2 separate regions of the Oncorhynchus mykiss genome follow, and region 2 is linked to region 1. The links are chromatin contacts, called in public Hi-C maps. All regions are on one chromosome and are shown on one strand. The core of a region is the stretch at or near the end of the contact, and the rest is flanking DNA. Distances in the headings are between cores, read along the strand shown. Region 1 holds the start of LOC110526363 (AT-rich interactive domain-containing protein 3B). Region 2 overlaps LOC110526363 (AT-rich interactive domain-containing protein 3B).

What was found. A called contact is a pair of places that touch in the nucleus more often than the background predicts.
Region 2: a Hi-C map of liver shows a contact between it and region 1, with 4 times the contacts expected there. A contact is called at or near these places in 2 of 3 Hi-C or Micro-C datasets (blood and liver).

What each region holds. Positions count from the first base shown.
Region 1 is chr6:65,438,601-65,443,204 of USDA_OmykA_1.1, forward strand. It overlaps LOC110526363 (AT-rich interactive domain-containing protein 3B), which reads left to right and starts at 2,492. Exons shown (of 9, transcript XM_021607268.2): 1 at 2,492-3,576. The coding sequence starts at 3,541. LOC110526360 (protein FAM219B) reads left to right here. Exons shown (of 6, transcript XM_021607265.2): 6 at 217-2,298. The coding sequence ends at 366.
Region 2 is chr6:65,519,151-65,523,754 of USDA_OmykA_1.1, forward strand. LOC110526363 (AT-rich interactive domain-containing protein 3B) reads left to right here. Exons shown (of 9, transcript XM_021607268.2): 9 at 1-2,448. Among protein-coding and RNA genes, the nearest start is that of LOC110526361, 25 kb to the right of the region's middle.

The sequences.
Region 1 (4,604 bases), core at 1,242-3,741:
TTTCCATTTCAAATAGTTGTCCCTTTATAGTCAACTACAAATGTATTCATATTTAAACAAGATTCAATGCAAGTATACACCATTATTGCCTAAATAGGCTGTGTAATAAAACATTAAAGAAATATCCAGCCTATCCTCACACCTGTTTCTTACACCTCCTGTCCGCATACCTTTTTGAATTGTTATTCCACGGCTGACTTGTTGACCTCTGTGCAGGTGCACCCAGACCTGAGCAGGCAGCTGCTGCAGGATGGATACCGGCTGGATGAGATCCCTGACGACGAGGACCTGGACCTCATTCCCCCTAAAGCCATGGGTTCCTCAGCCTGCTGCTGCGCTGAGGACCCGTCGTGCTCCGTGCAGTGAGGAGGGCACTTAGTGCTGTGACCTGGCTGACCCTGCAGCTCTGTGTTTAAAGACTGGACCTCTGTTACCCTGACCTTAGCCACTGTTTAAGTCGAGCAAGGCCTCCCGTTACCCAAACCCTACCACTGTCTAAGCATGGAACCCCCCTAACACTTTAAATGGCTAGCCACTGTTTTTGCAGTGCTCTCTACACCCTAACTAACCTTAAGCATGGACTGAAGTCATCCAAAGCCTTAGCCACTGTCCAAGCAGGGCTCTCTGTCACCCCAAAGGTTGACCTCTGTGTTATTTTGGAACTAGATTAAATGCTAACCACGTTGCATCCCCTCTCAATAGACAGGTGCAGGGTGATTCATCTCTAGACATGCACTACACTCATTCACCTGATGGAGAAGGTCACTGTCTTGTTGTCCTCTTTGACATATCACTCCCAGGTCTATTTAAACATATAACATTTATATGCAAGGTAATATGCATACAGCAAATGTCCTAGAGCGGTTTGAAGGCTAAAGCTTTTTCTGCAAGCTTGTCTTGCTCCAATTCACTTTTTTTCAAAGTAAGCCCTTTGAAAACAAACCTGAACATTCCATAACTATAGCTTCATTGATTTGGAATTTTTAATCCATCTTCCTAAAATTCCCTGTTTTTGTTGTAAATCCCTGGTATTAATCTTGGGTCTAACCTCAGACCCTTAGGTGTCTTTGACACTACATGGTTTACTTGTATATGAATTAATGCTTTAAAAGATATAGGGATACTAGCACTTACTCTTATGTCAGGCTGCCTACCAATGCTTTGTCCCAAAAAAGTTATGTAAAAGGGTTACAAAATGGCACTGTTTACTGTAATGTTACAGCAATGAGAACTCTGGTCAATCTTGTCCTGCGTGTTAGAAGTAACATTACAGCCCATGGTGTCACTGAGGTTAACCACTACCTCCTGACAATGCTGTACACAACAACACAATAACCCACTTGATCCTCTCTGTCTACTATGTATAGTAGTTACTAGATACTCAGAGGGACATGCATATGATATCAGAAGGCGATCTAAACAGACAAGCCTGTTACATTTTGATAATTCGCTCTCTCTCGCATGTCACTCAGCAAATTGTACAGTTTCCCACCCTAATGTTAGTGTTTTGGTATCTTCTGGTTTTAAAAGCAAGCAGTACATTGAGTACACTAAACATTTTGAAGAATTCTGTCTGTGTTGTCAAGCATTAGAATGGGTGATTCTCATCACTCAAGCCCTTACATGTGTGGCTAAAGATAAGTGTGTTTGCTAGTGCAGACCTAATGTGGAAGTGTGTGTTGGTCTGGCTGCGTTTACACAAGCGACCCAATTCTGATATTTTTCACTAATTGGTCTTTGACCAATCACATCAGCTTTGAAAAAGAGCTGACTGGAGAGATCTGGCATGATTGGTCAAAAGACCAATTTAGTAGAAAGAATATCAGAATTGGGCTGCCTGTTTAAACGCAGCCATTGAGTGCTTGACCTGTGTCACTAGAGATCACTAAGATAAATATTGGATTCATCACCATCCGGTGCAGTCAGTAGCCAGTACACTGCACTAGCCTGTACTAGCCTGTACTATGCAACTAATGGGACAATCTGCTTCCTTATCCTAGTTAAAACAATATACCAAGTGTTACTGAGTGCTAAATGCATTAACTTGAAATATTATTATGTAAAGGGAACACTATTTTTATTTGATTATAAATATTGTTTTTGCTATATTCAATATAATTAATTAATATACACATGTCCTTTTGTAATTTTCTTCTGGTTTGCTGGAGGGGATGTTACACCATTGAAAGTTATTCTCACAGAATTCAGAGAGCTACCAATCTAATCTCTGTCAAATATTTGTTAAAATGTTCGCTACCTCGCTCCTGTGCTACAAATAAATATTTGTTATGTAGAAGAGTTTGGATGTACAGCGTTGAGGAAGCAGAATATGTTTATGTTGTTCTGGTATATTACGGGTCGGCAGGTAGCCTAGAGCGTTGTACTAGTAACCGAAAGTTTGCAAGATCGAATCCCTGAGCCGACAAGGTAAAAATCTGTCGTTCTGAACAAGGCAGTGAAAATAAGAATTTGTTCTTACCTTACCTTACCTTGACTTGCCTAGTTAAAAAAAAAACAGGTAAATATTGGAAAGACAACTTGATAAAGCAGGTTGGTTGGATTAGATCAAAACTGGTCTGCTGGTTTATCCTTTCGAGTAAGACCTAGACAACCAGGTAAGGGGAGTTCTTTACTACATCATTCCATAATCAAAAACACGGGAGGAGCGAAAACCCACAGCCAGTCGACGCTCTGTGGAATAAATAGATCGTTAACTGAACGTAAAGAACAGACAGTGGGGCCATAGTACCTGACCAGAGCATTACCATCCACATCCATTTGGGGGCAGAATTGAGTTGTCAAAATATAATATAATGTCGAGGGAAGTAGCCAATTGACTATCATTACTTGCGTATACGTACATGCACCACTATATGCACCACTATAGGCTATTTTATAGCTCACTGCTCATCGGACTCATTTTTATCTGGGAATTGCATTAAATAATTTAAACTTTGCATTATCATTGTTTGCCAAAAATGTAGGGCTGGCCTCCCACCTGGCTAATTATTCAACAGGCAAGTTATCCACATGTTAAATGTAATTGTACTGAGGGAAAAAGCCTGTCCGCATAACGGCACGGGATCTATTATGTACTATTTAATAGGCTCTAGTTTGTATGGACTGTGACAAGTATTGCCATTCTCATAAAATTGCCATTCTCATGAGATTTGCATACGCATAGTAACTATTCAGCCAACGCTGCGCTGGAACTCTGGAACTTGTTGCTGTCACTGGGCGGGCCCTAATGATGTTGTACGCCTAGACGGGGGGTGTAATTCAAGTGAAGGAAAATCGAGTCAAGGGAGTTACCTCAACGGCAAGCTTTCGAGATATGAGATCGGGACATATTTCATGTCCGTCTTTCGCTAAATTAAAAAAAGAAGTGGAGAAAGATACAATTGAGAGTTACACAGCCAACATTCCGCCTATCAGCTGGTGGACAAATGTGACCCCCCCCCCCGTGCATGCACAAATTCTCTGTGTTTACAAGTGATTGAAACCGTGCCAGCGAAGAGGGAAAAAGATAACCAAGGAGGGATGGTGGACAATTCCGGTAGCAGCAAGGCACAAATGGTGAGTTGTTTCCCACTGTTTGGCGCTGTGCCCTGGCTAGGTCTCGGTTGTGTCATAGCATAGGAGCGAGGTAGCGAACATTTTATTTGCAGTGCAATGTAGGCTAAAAGCACGAGGCTATCAAATGTAACACTTTTTTTCCTTATTGAAATCCTTATTACTGTTTGGTTTTGATAGTTTAGCGTACGTCATTGCCAATTTCCTGTTTTAATTACAGTTGTAAATCCGACTATTTATAATGTATCGTGAAAAACCCAATAAAATAGATCAAATGCATATTTTCATGCACTGTATCTGCGCCCCTAATATATCATTTAGATACATATACTTTTTTCTATGTGCGTAGCCTACAAACTAGTCAGATATTATACTATACGCTGTTTACTCATTCATGTACGTTTGCTGGAGCCTCGCCATATACACCCTGAAAGCTAATTTTGACATACTGCACGAATAGGAAAGAAGAGGCTGTAGGCCTATGTGTTTTGGATAAAAAAATTATATTCAAACTTTAACCATATCAATCATCTCATTTTGAATGTAGTATACATCTGGGTTGGTTCTTGTTTCGGATTGAAGCTAAATTGTATATTTTTTGATGAGAAACAACTGTTCGAGGCAACATGTTTCACCATTTTTTCTAAGTTGTTATTGTTACAGATGTTTCTGTCAAAATCGTATTCGGTTTATATTGTTCTGGCTCATTCTTAAAGTGATGCATATCTATTTCAATTGATTGTTATGCGTTAACTCGAATTCATTTTTTGAAATAAGAAGCATAAATGCAATATGCTGTAGATCTATCTACAGGACGAAACGTGGTCTTGTAACTTCTGTATTATGTGCAGCTGTGTTGAACAGTGTGTAATTTGCCTGTCGCTACACTTCTGTACAAATGTGTCCTGCATTTTACTACTGTGCTTTTAAATACAATCACGTGTAGCACCAGCTATTGCATACCATACAATATCTTCCGTGCAGTCAACTTTTTTGTTTATCGACAGTATTTTGCCTATCTTCTCCCCCTT
Region 2 (4,604 bases), core at 1,496-3,995, 81 kb after region 1:
GAGTCCCTGTGACGAGCAACGGTCCACAGGAGTGGACTCCTCCGGAATGCTGGACTACAAACGTAGAGACTTGACTGCTGGATTTTCTTGGGGGCACATTATTATACCAAGCTGAACTGGGATGTGCTTGCTCTCCTCTGGTTTTCTCTGGCTTCCTGCATTTTATGAGACTAAATCTATTTAAGAGTATTGCTCTGCATGTGTACAATCAGGTGGCCAGTTTTTTACACCGTAATCCTCTGGTGTGTGGTAGCCTCTGGTCAGTGCACAGCTGAATACCAAAGACTAGCCCTGTTCCCTGCCCAGGCTGTTGTGTGCTAGCTGCTGTGGGTTAGCCGAATAGGCTAGCTGAACCACTAGGTAGGATACAGTGGGGTAAAGGATGGGTTTCATAATAGCCCATCTTCTATAGTCCCTGCTGTTAAAGTTGTCAGCTCTAGTTATGTTGCTTTCCTTATCTTAATCAGACCTTTGCTTACCTGTGATTGAGTCTTGGGACTGGTTTTGTTCTGCCTGGCATGGCACACATCACCTGACATATACCTCAGTGAGTTATGCTGCAGTCGCACAGTGTATGATGCACAAAAAGCCCTTCGACCTAACCTCTACATTGAATAAGACTGAGAAAGGGTAGCTGTTTCTCCAACTGGTTTCTCTGTCTCAATTCAAAGTTCAGGCCTCCCAAATTCCTCCGACACATCCACTGTTACAGTATTTCCATTCTCATACTGTTCAGGTAATTTCTCAGCATTTTTAATAGAACATGATTTGGATTCAATTAATTTCTAGCATTATCTGTGTTGAATGTGAGGCGTTTAACTGTTTCTAAACCTTTTACCCCCTTATCTCTGAGGTGGGCAGCCTTGTTGCCTTCTTTTTTTAAATTGAACCTTTATTTAACTAGGCAAGTCGGTTAAGAACAAATTCTTATTTACAATGACGGCCTAGGAACAGTGGGTTTAACTGCCTTGTTCAGGGGCAAAACAGATTTTTATCTTGTCAGCTCGGGCATTCGATCTAGCAACCTTTCGGTTACTGGCACAACGCTCTAACCACTAGGCTACCTGCTTCCCTAGTAAGCTGTGTTTTAGCTGTTATTTGTTGGCTTTTGTGGCGCAGACCACCGGTCAGGATTACAGGACCTCCACAACATATATACAATGACTGAAGAGAGACCTGCAATCCCTCAATGAAATATTATGTCCACATTTAATAAAGGTGAAAGATGTAGTTGCTGCCTTAATCAGCTGTGAGAGAACAGTGAACCTTTCATGACTCTGCTAGGAATGACTGTTTTATCTTCAAGCTTAATCCTTTGAAGAGTAACCTATTTCCATGATCTTTATGAATTCCGTCAGACATTAAGGCATTCATCATTCATGTTATTGGTTTCAAAACCAAGGTATGCTATTTATTTGTGTTGATTTTTCTTCTTCTGATGGATCGAGTTACCTTGATCACTTAGGTGGTGTCACTAAAACCCTTTTTCGTTTCTCTCGCTGTTTTAAACAGAAATGTCTGTTTTCTATCCAATCAGTCTAGTCAATGACTGTCTGACAGTGTAGCCTTACAGCCTTTGCATGAGAGAGGGAGCGTGTGTGAGAGCAAGTTCAGAATATGCTAGAGGGTGTGTAACAACCATGTAACGCCATGTAGGAGACTGCAGGTGGTGCTGTCCTCCAAGACCACACCATGACAAGGGTGGGCAACAGGTTAGAACCACATTCACTGGGAATTCAGTTTACAGCTCAGGCTTATGTGGGTTACAATTGTGTGTCTGTGTGGGCTCTTGAAGACCTCTTACCTCAGGGCATTGGGCTGCTGTCATTGTTGCATTTGGTATTGAAGTTATGCAATTGGCATGTATACTGAGGGACACATCCAAATGCAAATCTTGGACAACCTTAAAGCTGTCTCTAGTGACTTGCTAAATGCCATTTTAGATTGGTTCGGTTTTTGTTGCTTTTTGATTTGTCATCAGTTACAGGCAAGGAGGTCACATCACTCAGGAAACTGTGAAGTTGAAAGTCTGCAGAACCTTGTCCCTGGATGGTTTGGATTTTATTAGATTATCAATTGTTTAAATCTAACCTGATCTGTGTAATACAAGTGCATATGTAAGTGGTTATTGAATACCTCATTTATCAATTCTGTTGTTTTTGGCTTGTATAATGCTCCGTATATACATCTGTGGGGTTTGTGCATATTTTTGTACGGTTGTTATCATGTCCATAATAATAACATTACTGATGTTATAGTTTTCTCTTTTGATTAAAACAAAATTGGGATGTGAATGCTTGTAAAACTGGTTTGTGCTGATTGTATTTAAAAGAGGAGCACTTTTCCAAAGTGATTGACACATTCAGTTTTGTTCATATTAGTAATATAAAGATATGGTTCTCAGGGCTTTAAACTTGTATGTCATGATAAAGTTTTACTTTATATCTTGTGTGTGTGTGTGGTTTTTGTGAAGTGTGTCTTGGATTTCCTTCGTCCTTCCTTTCGCATGGGGCCAACTCTATTATTTGGAAAAAAAACAAAAAAGACAGCGAAATACGCTGGTGAAATTGAACTAGGCCTACTCTCATATCCCTGTGTGGACCTTTTTTAAATATACACTTTCATTGGCACATGAATAATACAGGACTTGGGGAGCCGTGTTTCAGCAGCTGCACCGTAGAGATTAGAGCAAGAAATGTACAACTAAGTGCAGGAAGGTAGTTGATAACATTTTGTCAGTGTAAAAACATAAGGAGTTCCCTAATTACTAACCGCTTCCCCCACTTCTTATAATGTCCCATAAAGACCATGTGACAGCTGAGACCTATTTTGCTACACTGGCCTAAACTGCCTGTTACTCAAGCATGGATTAAGCCTGCTCGGAAGGGGCCTCTCGCAATGAGAGGTGTCATTAGATGTTAGTATCGGTGGATAACCCTCAAACATTTTCTGTCATTTCGTTACAATGGCCCCGATTCCGACTTGGGGAATTACGCCTTTCCTACACACTTCTCGGTAGTTGGTATTCAGACTTACCTTAAGGTGCATAGTGGGCTTTGTAGGTGTGGTTCTCTTGTGTGCATGGAATAAATGTAATTCAACTGCTGAAAACCCTCTCACTTGCTGGCCAACATTTTGTTTTCATTGAGTTTTCTGTACATTCTTAAGCCATCCCTTCAAATACGGTGTACTTTTAATAAAAATGTTATATTAATGCACGCTTAACTATGGTCAGAATCGGGGCCAATGTAGGTTTGGGAAATGATTCAGCAGGCAAATGCCCCCCACCCCCAGATGCTCTGACTCCTGGTAGCTTGCCACACCACCCGAACACTCATCTTTCACTCCTCAATGGTCTGACTCATGTTCACTTACTCCAACTCAAACCGTTCCATCTGTTACACCAGAAATGGAAGCATTAAGTCAGCAGTGTGGATAGCACAGATACAGTGCTGTGAAAAAGTAGCCCTCTTTCTAATTTTTTCTACTTTTGCATATTTTGTCTACTGATTACCAGATCTTCAACCTCAACCTAATATTAGATCAAGGGAACCTGAGTGAACAAATAACGATGACATACTTTTGTTTCTGAAATATGTAACGCAATGCCCGTGCGACAAAGTAATTGCGATGTGGCAAGACTTGAAACGAGCAGCTTGAAAACCAACAAATTTTGCTAAGTTAAAGCAGTTCCTCATGCAAGAGTGGGCCAAAATTCCTCCACAGCGATGTGAGACTGATCAACAACTACAGGAAGCATTTTGTTGCAGTCATTGCAGCTAAAAGGTGACAACCAGTTGTGTTACCAGTAAGGGGGCAATTACTTTTTCATACAGGGGAATTGGGTGTTGCATAACTTTGTTAATTAAATAAGTATAAACTCGTTCCCTTTATTTAATATTTGGTTTTGAAGATCTGATACCTTTCAGTATCAAAAATATGCAAATATAGAGAAAATCAAAAAGGAGGCCAATAATTTGTCATGCAATAGTATCTAAAAACAATCTTTCCCTTGAGATATCATTACAGCCTGGGCTTTTCTCATTTAACACGAACTTTACTGTGATGCAATGTTTCAACAGCAAGAACATTTCACAAACATGTCATAAGTCCCTTTGATTTCACATACAGTGAGCTTCAAAAGTATTGGGACAGTGACATTTCTCGTTTAGGCTCTGTACTCCAGCACTTTGGATATTGGAGACACTTTTATTGTACATAAAAATAGAATATGTTTCAAACACTTCTACATTAATGTGGATTATGGATAGTCCTGAATGAATTGTGAATAATGATGAGTGAGAAAGATAGACGCATAGCTGCCTCTCCAATGCTAACCTCCCCTGTTATTGTAATGGTGAGAGGGGTTATGATATTTGTGCGTCTAACTTAATTAACAATTCATTCAGGACAGTCCGTAATCATGGTAGCATCCACATTAATGTAGAAGTGTTTAGACACATATTCTATTCTTATTTACAAAAAAAGGTGACTCCAAAAATGACACAATGCATTATTTATCATTCATTTCTATTGGGCACAAAATAATCTGGAACACAACCAAAACAAACAGCAAATGCATCCAACAATTTTGTACAGTATAT